2 separate regions of the Oryctolagus cuniculus genome follow, and region 1 is linked to region 2. A link is a contact called in public Micro-C data. All regions are on one chromosome and are shown on one strand. Each heading gives the region's core, a stretch centred on a gene start, on an enhancer-like site or on the middle of the called end of the contact. The rest is flanking DNA. Distances are from core to core; before and after follow the strand shown. Region 1 holds the start of SSRP1 (structure specific recognition protein 1). Region 2 holds the start of CLP1 (cleavage factor polyribonucleotide kinase subunit 1).

What was found. A called contact is a pair of places that touch in the nucleus more often than the background predicts.
Region 1: a Micro-C map of ear pinna shows a contact between it and region 2, with 4 times the contacts expected there. The contact joins the promoter of SSRP1 here to the promoter of CLP1 in region 2. A contact is called at or near these places in 2 of 6 Hi-C or Micro-C datasets (ear pinna and an unstated tissue).

The regions. Positions count from the first base shown.
Region 1 is chr1:14,783,105-14,787,149 of mOryCun1.1, forward strand. SSRP1 (structure specific recognition protein 1) reads left to right here and starts at 2,388. Exons shown (of 16, transcript XM_070070311.1): 1 at 2,388-2,529; 2 at 2,961-3,146. The coding sequence starts at 2,476. P2RX3 (purinergic receptor P2X 3) reads right to left here and starts at 1,028. Exons shown (of 12, transcript XM_051854032.2): 1 at 1-1,028.
Region 2 is chr1:14,489,683-14,493,488 of mOryCun1.1, forward strand. It overlaps CLP1 (cleavage factor polyribonucleotide kinase subunit 1), which reads right to left and starts at 1,652. Exons shown (of 3, transcript XM_008271466.4): 1 at 1,404-1,652; 2 at 101-725. The coding sequence starts at 706.

The DNA of each region.
Region 1 (4,045 bases), core at 1,138-3,637, 290 kb after region 2:
CGGGGCCAGGAAGCCTGGAGCAGGTAGCTCAGAGGGGCTCCAGGAATGGGAAACCTGTTCCTTTAAGCCAGACAACCCCAGCCCAGTGCCCAGGCTCTCTCTGCTCTTGACACTCTGGCTGCCAAGAGTCCAGGGCCAGGGCGGGGGACCCCCTTTTTATTTGTCTCCACCCCACTCTCCTGTGATGTCACGGCAGGGGTGGGGTCTCCAAGCCTGGGCTCCTGATTGCCTGGGATGCAGCTGGCTAGGGCCCTCTGGGACTCGTGTTTTATCTGCACTCTGTCTATCGCTTCTGTTCCGATCTCTTCTGTTGCATCCTCATCCCAGCTCACCAGCTGCTGTGAGCTCTCCCTAAAGCCCCTTGCAAATGCCCCATCCCCCAGCCACCTAATAATCCGCCTGAACTGGGTAGCCCCTTTCATCTGTGAGTGCCTGTCTCGTTCCACCCAATTCTGCAGCCACCCCCTCCCTCCCTGAGTTGCCTCCAACAGCATGAGTTGGGGGGGAGGGTGTGTCTTCAATATTTTCCTGGATCTCTTGGGAGGGAGTAAATAGCATAGAGTCACATATTTTTAAACTGCAGTTGATCACAGCTAAAGCTCTACCTGTAGCATAGCAGTTATATATACATATATATATAAAACTTATACAGCAGTTATATATACATATACATACATATATATATATATATATATATATATATATATAGCAGTTATATGGATATACACACTCTCAGGTCATTTGTTGGATTATGCTTCCCTGGAAGGCTGGAGTTGTTTTCAGCTTGTTCACTGAAATCCTAGAAGTGTGTTGGATTAATTACAGCCCCCGGTACACTGAATTTATATTCAGATAATGTTAGAATAGCCACTACCCAGAGGTTAAAAGCCATGATTTTGGGGTGGTGGTGGGGGCAACGGTGTGTTGTCTCTTATCCCAGGACTGAGTTAGCAAGCTGGTGTAACCAGCGTCAGGGAAATCTTGAGTTTAAATATCCCGTGTAACGAATGCTTTTCTGCAGGACACATGGGCTCAGTGGCTCGGGACGTAAAACCACTGTGGTTACAGCAGAAGAGAACGGGACCGGAGTCCGAGGCGGCTTCCTGTCTCCACCTGGGTGGCCGACTCCCAGAGCCGCTGGGCAACTGCTCTCCGCAGGAGGCTGGAGGAGATAAACTCCAAACCTCTCTCCCAGCTCAGGCCGGCTCTGATTTTGCAAGGTGCACCTCTTCCAAGATGAGCTCATGTGGTTTCCAATCAGTTCTGGCTCTAAGGTGAACCCGACACCAGCGCTCGAACTCGATCCTGCCATTTGCCAGTCACTACCAGCGCCACTGCGGTTACAGAGGTGCAGAATTTGGGTGTAGACGGTGAACTCATTTCAGAAAGGATCAATCCCACTTAGCAGGGGGCAGCCGGCCAGCAGGCCTGCCACAAAGGACACGAACGCCCGCACGCGTTTCTCTCCGCAACTCTGAGGTATTTTTCTTCGTGTTCCACAGCTTCCTTTCTACCCCTAGAAATTAACCCCTACAGAAATTAACCCCCCAACCTCCGAAATCTGACAAAAATAAAGCCACGGTACACGATTTCCCTTTAGGATCCAGTCTCCGCTTGACGTGTCCGCAACGTTCTAAGAAGCCCGATGAGCCTTCATTTTCTAGTCAGTCGGACTTCACCGCTACCGCCCCGGCCTCGGGTCCTCCAGCGTCGCCGTCGCTCTAGGCGACTGTCTCTGCGGCGGGCCTGGTTGGCGTCTCTCTAGCCAGCTCATCCTCTCGATGGTCAGTGCGCGGCTTCCGGTGGCGGGACGCGGGGCCGCGCACGCGGGAAAAGCTTCCCCAGCTAACTCCCGTTCCCCGCGTCCCCGCCCCCCTCCCCCGCATCCCCCGAAGCGCCCACCGCCCGCGCCCGGCCCGTCGCGAGGCTGCAGCTTGAGGAGGTGGGTGGTCGTCGTCCCTGGGCCCCGCTCCCCCGCGGGACGCTCCGAATGGGCCGTTCCGCGTTCGAATCTGCAGGCAGCGGGCGAATCCATTTTAGCAGGAGGGGAGAACCATGAGGGCCAGGATGGAACCTAGCGCTCTGAGCTGGGTTGGGGCGCGGGAGATGTGCACGCTGCGGGCAGGCCTTGGGGTTCCGCTGCTCGTTACCATGGCTCCCGGTGTGGCGCGCAGAGAGGGTGTTGGCTTGGGGTGGTTCTGCGGGCCTGGGATTACCGGGGCTGACCCCCGGAGCACGGCACAGCCGGCCTGTTGGTTCCCGGGCAGAGGAGAGTCTGTGAACCCCCAGGGGCGGCCACCTGGCTCCATCCGTGAGCAGAGCGCGGCGCTGCGTTTCATGACTCTCTCTTGAATTCAGATTCCCAACCTGCTGACCATCTGCACACTCACCCAGGACTTGGGGCCCAGCGCCCAGTGTATTCGGTTTCCCTTGTGAGGCCTAGGGCTCTGCCCAGGCCACCAGGGGCAGGTCAACATGGCAGAGACACTGGAGTTCAACGATGTCTATCAGGAGGTGAAAGGCTCCATGGTGAGAAGGGCTTGCGTTTTTAATAGAGATGGAAGGAGGGAGCGAGCTAAAGTTGATGTACATGAACGAGAGCTTGTCCTGGTGACGTTTCTACTGGGAAAAGGAAGTCTCTGTATAACGTGCACCTGGTGTTTCCCCCCAATAAAAGGCAATTCTGAAAAGTCGCGAGAGTTGTAGGATCTCAGGGTGTGAAGGGACCGTATTTGCTATTCTGTGTTTCAAACGAGGAGACTGATGGCCTGCGCAGGTTCTGGATGCCCGAGCCAGGTGCAGAACCGAGACTTCCTGGACACTTGTGTCTCTTTACTGGTCCTCGCTTCAGCTGTTGCTCCTGCCCTGATCACCTGGCAGTCAAAGTGAATGCTGGGTAGAGCTGCACCCAGGACACGGTCTGTACTGTCCCCGTGCATCTGGGCTCACTTTCCCAACAGAATGACGGTCGGCTGAGGTTGAGTCGCCAGGGAATTATCTTCAAGAATAGCAAGACGGGCAAAGTAGACAACATCCAGGCTGGGGAGTTGACGGAGGGCATCTGGCGCCGGGTGGCTCTCGGCCACGGACTTAAACTGCTCACGAAGAATGGCCACGTCTACAAGTATGACGGCTTCCGAGAATCGGTGAGACGCCCTGTTGCCGTGAGCCCCCTTTTTACCGTGCCATCCTGTCTGCTTTTAGTCTTCTAGAGGGAGTTGAGGTTCCCTCTGGTAGCCCCCGTGGTGCTGGTTTGGCTCCCTGGGCAGGGCCATTGAGGCCATTGAGCAATCAGTGGGTCAGCTCTGAGTGTTCTAGAGCGTTCACAGCTTTTCTGTGTTTTGGTTCCAGAAGATCTGCTTCCTACTGTTCTGGTTTAAATCGTGCTTTCTGCTTGTTTGCTCGTATCCAGGTTCAGAATCTTAGCTGGATGCTTTAGTTCAGGCTTTGCTTTTCCCTCTTAAACTGTTCTGAGTGAAAGACTTAACTTTAATGTCCACTTCTATTAAAACAATGAACACACAAAGTTTAGGAAGTCAGATAACATGGTGAGGTCCAGAAACAGGAATGCCAGTCCCTCTCTTTACTCCTCCCCTAGTCTGAGGTCCAGCTCCCAGGAGCAGCCTCTCTCCACAACCTTTTAAACCATTTCAGAGCTGAGCTGCTGAGTCAGCATGGACTTTTTTTTTTTTTTTTTTAAGACTTATTTATGTATTTGAAAGGGAGAGTTACAGAGAGAGAGAGAGAGAGAGAGATCTTCCATCCACTGGTTCACTCCCCAAATGGCTGCAAAGGCCAGGGCTGTACCAGGCTGAAGCCAGGAGCCAGAAGCTTCTTCTGGGTCTCCCATGTGAGTGCAGGGGTCCAGGGGCTTCGGCCATCTTCTGCTTTCCCAGGCGCCTTAGCAGGGAGCCGGTTCAGAAGTGGAGCAGCTGGGACTTGAAGCAATACCTTTATGGGGTGCTGACACTGCAGGCTGTGCCACAGCACCAGCTCCCTGCATGGATTTTTTGGTAGAAGTCCTATTGGGGCAATTTTTTGGATA
Region 2 (3,806 bases), core at 402-2,901:
CCTAGAGGCAAAGTGCAAACTACACAGTTTTAACCAACAAACCCCCCCACAGCTGCGTACCCTGATGGTACTGTTCCCTCCATCCCGCGGTGGCTCTCACCTTATTATACAGCTTGATGTTGGTGCCAGGCGTGGTGGAGCCAAAATGATAGACCAGAGGGGCCTGGATAGAGAAACCCTCTTCCACATCCGCTGGCCGCTCAATGTAGAGCGCCCCCATAGTGCCGGGGATGGACACAGATCCCTGGCCCACATCCAGCTCCACGTAAGTGGGACGGCGGCCCAAACGCACGGCGTAGTTGAGCAGCAGGCGGCACACCGTGGACTTGCCCACGTCGGTGGGGCCCACGACCATCACTCGGGGACCTCGCTCTTCTTCCTTCTCCGCTTGCCTCCGCATCTGCTCCAGGGCTGTGTGAGTGTTGAGGTAAAGCAACATGGGGGTGTCCTTGGAGACGTAGGCCACCTCCGTGCGGCCGCTCAGTTGCAGAGAACACCCATGCCACGTGAAAACGGCCACCTTGGCACCAGCGTCGAAGGTGAATTTCTTGTTCCGGGTCAGCTCCGTGCCAAAGATCTCTGCCATGCCGGTCAACAGCTCCAGCTGAACCGACTGAGACGCTTCCACCTCAAAGCGGAGCTCTGTTTCTCGCTCGAGTTCGAATTTCGTCGTCGGCTTCTTGTCATCATTGGTCTCCTCTCCCATCCTTTCTGAGTAGCTGTGCCTAGAACACAAATTTAGTATCAGATCTGATCATAAGCCGGGTCCCTTTGCAAAATCTTCCAAGGGACCTTTTCCCTTACCTTGCTTTACTTTTCTCCATATTTCTTAACACCTGTCTCCCCCAGTCGAATGAAATGGTTGAGCATTATCCTTTGCTATGTTAGTACCTGGAGCAGGGTTTGACAAACTGCAGGTACCTCGATAAATACACTGAATGAATGACTTGGACGTAAGAAGAAAACATACCTACAGATCGGCAAAAGCCCCGACCGCCTTCATCACTCTACTGACGAGAAGGCTACAGACGCCCGCTCCTCCACCCTCTCAGCCCACCAGAAAGGGCGTCCGCGCTGCGGACACAAAGCAGAGGGTACACCACGTGCAGGCTTAGAGAACAGCCAAGATCCACTCTGCAAACTCTTGGAGAGGCTGAACTCTTCCCTCAGCTGCCAACTGGCGGCACGCTTCCTCAGTGTCGTGCTTAAGAATTAGCAGGATTATGAGACGTTTTTTTAAAAAAAAAAAAAAAACCCACTTCGTAAACTAGAAAACGTTAACAATTATTTTCGATACGGGACCGCGGTTCTAGGTCCCGCGTCTGTCTAATCCTCCGCAGACACCGAAATCTACCCAAGCCTCAAGGAAGTGACAGTTGCGTTCCTGAATTTATTAAACTCACCTGCACGGCCACGAGCAAAAACCGGTAAACTCAGCAGCCCTTCGGGGTGCGACCCAAACCGAGCGCCAAGCCGCGTTCTCCCAGACCACTCGGGAAACACGCGCGCTTCCGTACTTGCGCAGTGGGTGATGACGCGGCCGCGCGACGCCCCTTGGGATGTGTAGTTGTGCTGGAGAGGCCGCTCAGCCTTCCGGGAGTTGTAGTTAAAGTTTTGTTTTGATCGTGACGCTAAATGTGGGCGGGGCTGTGTCCGTCCGTGTGCGCCTCGCCGGAGGGAGGAGGGCAGGGGGCGTGCCGGTTACTCCCCCGCGTGTGGGCTCGTGGGGTCGGAACGTGTTTGTGGCGGGGGTCTAGCCGTTGCGTTACTGCTCCCCTGAGTCCCGGGAAGGGGAATGGAGGCCGGGGAGGGAGCGGGACTCGAGCTGAGTCTCGAGATCAACTGCTTGTTTGGACGACGAGCCTGGAATTCGGGACACGGGCAAAACCCGGCGTGTGCAGCAGGAAAGCAGGCTGTCCGGCTGCAAGTGAGCTGTCCTCCAGCTCACACCGCGCTGGGCACGCAGAAGGCATTCAGGAAATGTTTCTCTCCTTAAAGAACAGGCGTCCAATCATTTCTTCCAGTTACCTTGTCGGTTAGTCCTTACCCAGCAACCTCCCTCCCACCCAGCGGGGAGTTTTGCTGGGGACTCTGTTTAACTCCCTAAATCCCTGACAGTTACATAAGGCCAGGCATCCACCCGCAGCCAACACATCCGGCCACGACCATAGAGAGACAGCCCTGTTCTCCTGAGCTGGGGCTTTGGAATCTTGCATTATTTTCTGTGCCATTTACTTAGCATGTGACCCCAGGCAGATCCTGGGCTTCGTCTCCCTGACACGTTTCCAGTCTTTAAGATGGGGATAATGACTGAACCCAACCTCTCAACACTATTTTGAAGATTGGAGGGGATGATGCATGTGAAATACTAAACACTACGCCTGTAACAATCTTCTGTTAGCTTTTACAATTTTATAATAGGCTGAGGGGAGGGTTGTAATGCTATAATAATAATGCCATCCATTTGGACAGTACTTTACATGTTTTCAAAGCCTGTTTGGCCATCTCCTTTCACAACCAGCCTGTAGAGTCAGCTTTATTATCTCCAGTTTCAGAGGGGGAGAGACTTAAGTGAAAAAACTTGCTCAAGCATACATAGTAATTAGAGCTAGGGCTGAAACCCAGACTTTCAGAGTCTTAGTCCAGTTATTACACTAATAGCTAACAGTTGGATGGTGTTAGAAGCCAGGTACTGTTCCATGGGCTCTACAGGTGTAAATTCATTTAATCCTGGCAAGAGTCCTGTGCAGGAGGCAATGTAATTGTCAACCTCACCTTTCTTTCGGTCAGCTCACACAGTTAATCCAGATGGAGGAGCTGTGAGGATTTCCTGCTGGCCCTGCTTAGTGCTCACTTTCCAAGCAGTGCTCCCCTTAATTCTTTTTTATTTTTATTTTTTTGATGGCTTACTTAAATGATTTCATTCACTCTGCATTAGTTCTCCAGTTAACACTTGGGCATCCCCTAATCTCACACCGTTCTTCAAAAATTCGGTTCCAGCCTTCCATGTGCAGATGTTCTGCCTGAGTGAGTTTACCCTTTTCCATTTCCTTGTACTCTGTCTCCCCCATCTATTTCTTTGCTTCCAGATCTCTCCCTCGAGACCATTCCTACCAGTTACCTGAAGGTCATCTTTATTTGAGCATTGTATAACCATCTCGAGCTGAATTTAGGGAGAACACCACCCTGCCTTTTAGCCTGCTCGCCATTTTGCTTCTTAAACACAGAAAAAGGGCACAGTATTTAAGGCATCTGGGCTTGCCCACACTCTCTCACTTTCAGTCTCTCACCAAGCACTCCTGCCACCTCCACCCCACGCCCAAATAACACTGTCCTCAGATGTCTTTCTCATTTCCCTCTCCAGCTAAATGCTTGGTCATTTTCTTTCTAAACTGATATGAATTCATTGGTATCCTCCTTGCTTCTAGTCTTTCAATCCCTGCCCTAAAAACTGGTCATCTTCCTTTTCCCCACTTTGCATGTTTTTTCTCCAAATGGCTCCCGGATTTCCCCCTCCAGTTATGTTTCCTTTCTCATCTGCTGCCCAGAACCCTTCTCTCTTCTGTCTTTACCCGACTCCCCCTCCCAGTTCCAAACCGCTGGTACTGTCCCTAAAGATAAGATACTCACATTGTGTTTTCACAATTTATTTTAATTGAATCTTCCCTGATTAAATAGTCAGCATTCCTTTTTCCCCCCCTTTGTGGCTGGCAGTGCCTCCTAACACCACAGTTCCCTACCTTAACTTTTTTCCCTCCATGCATGTGAGAAGAAAAACAGATCACCTGTGGCACTTTCTAGAATCC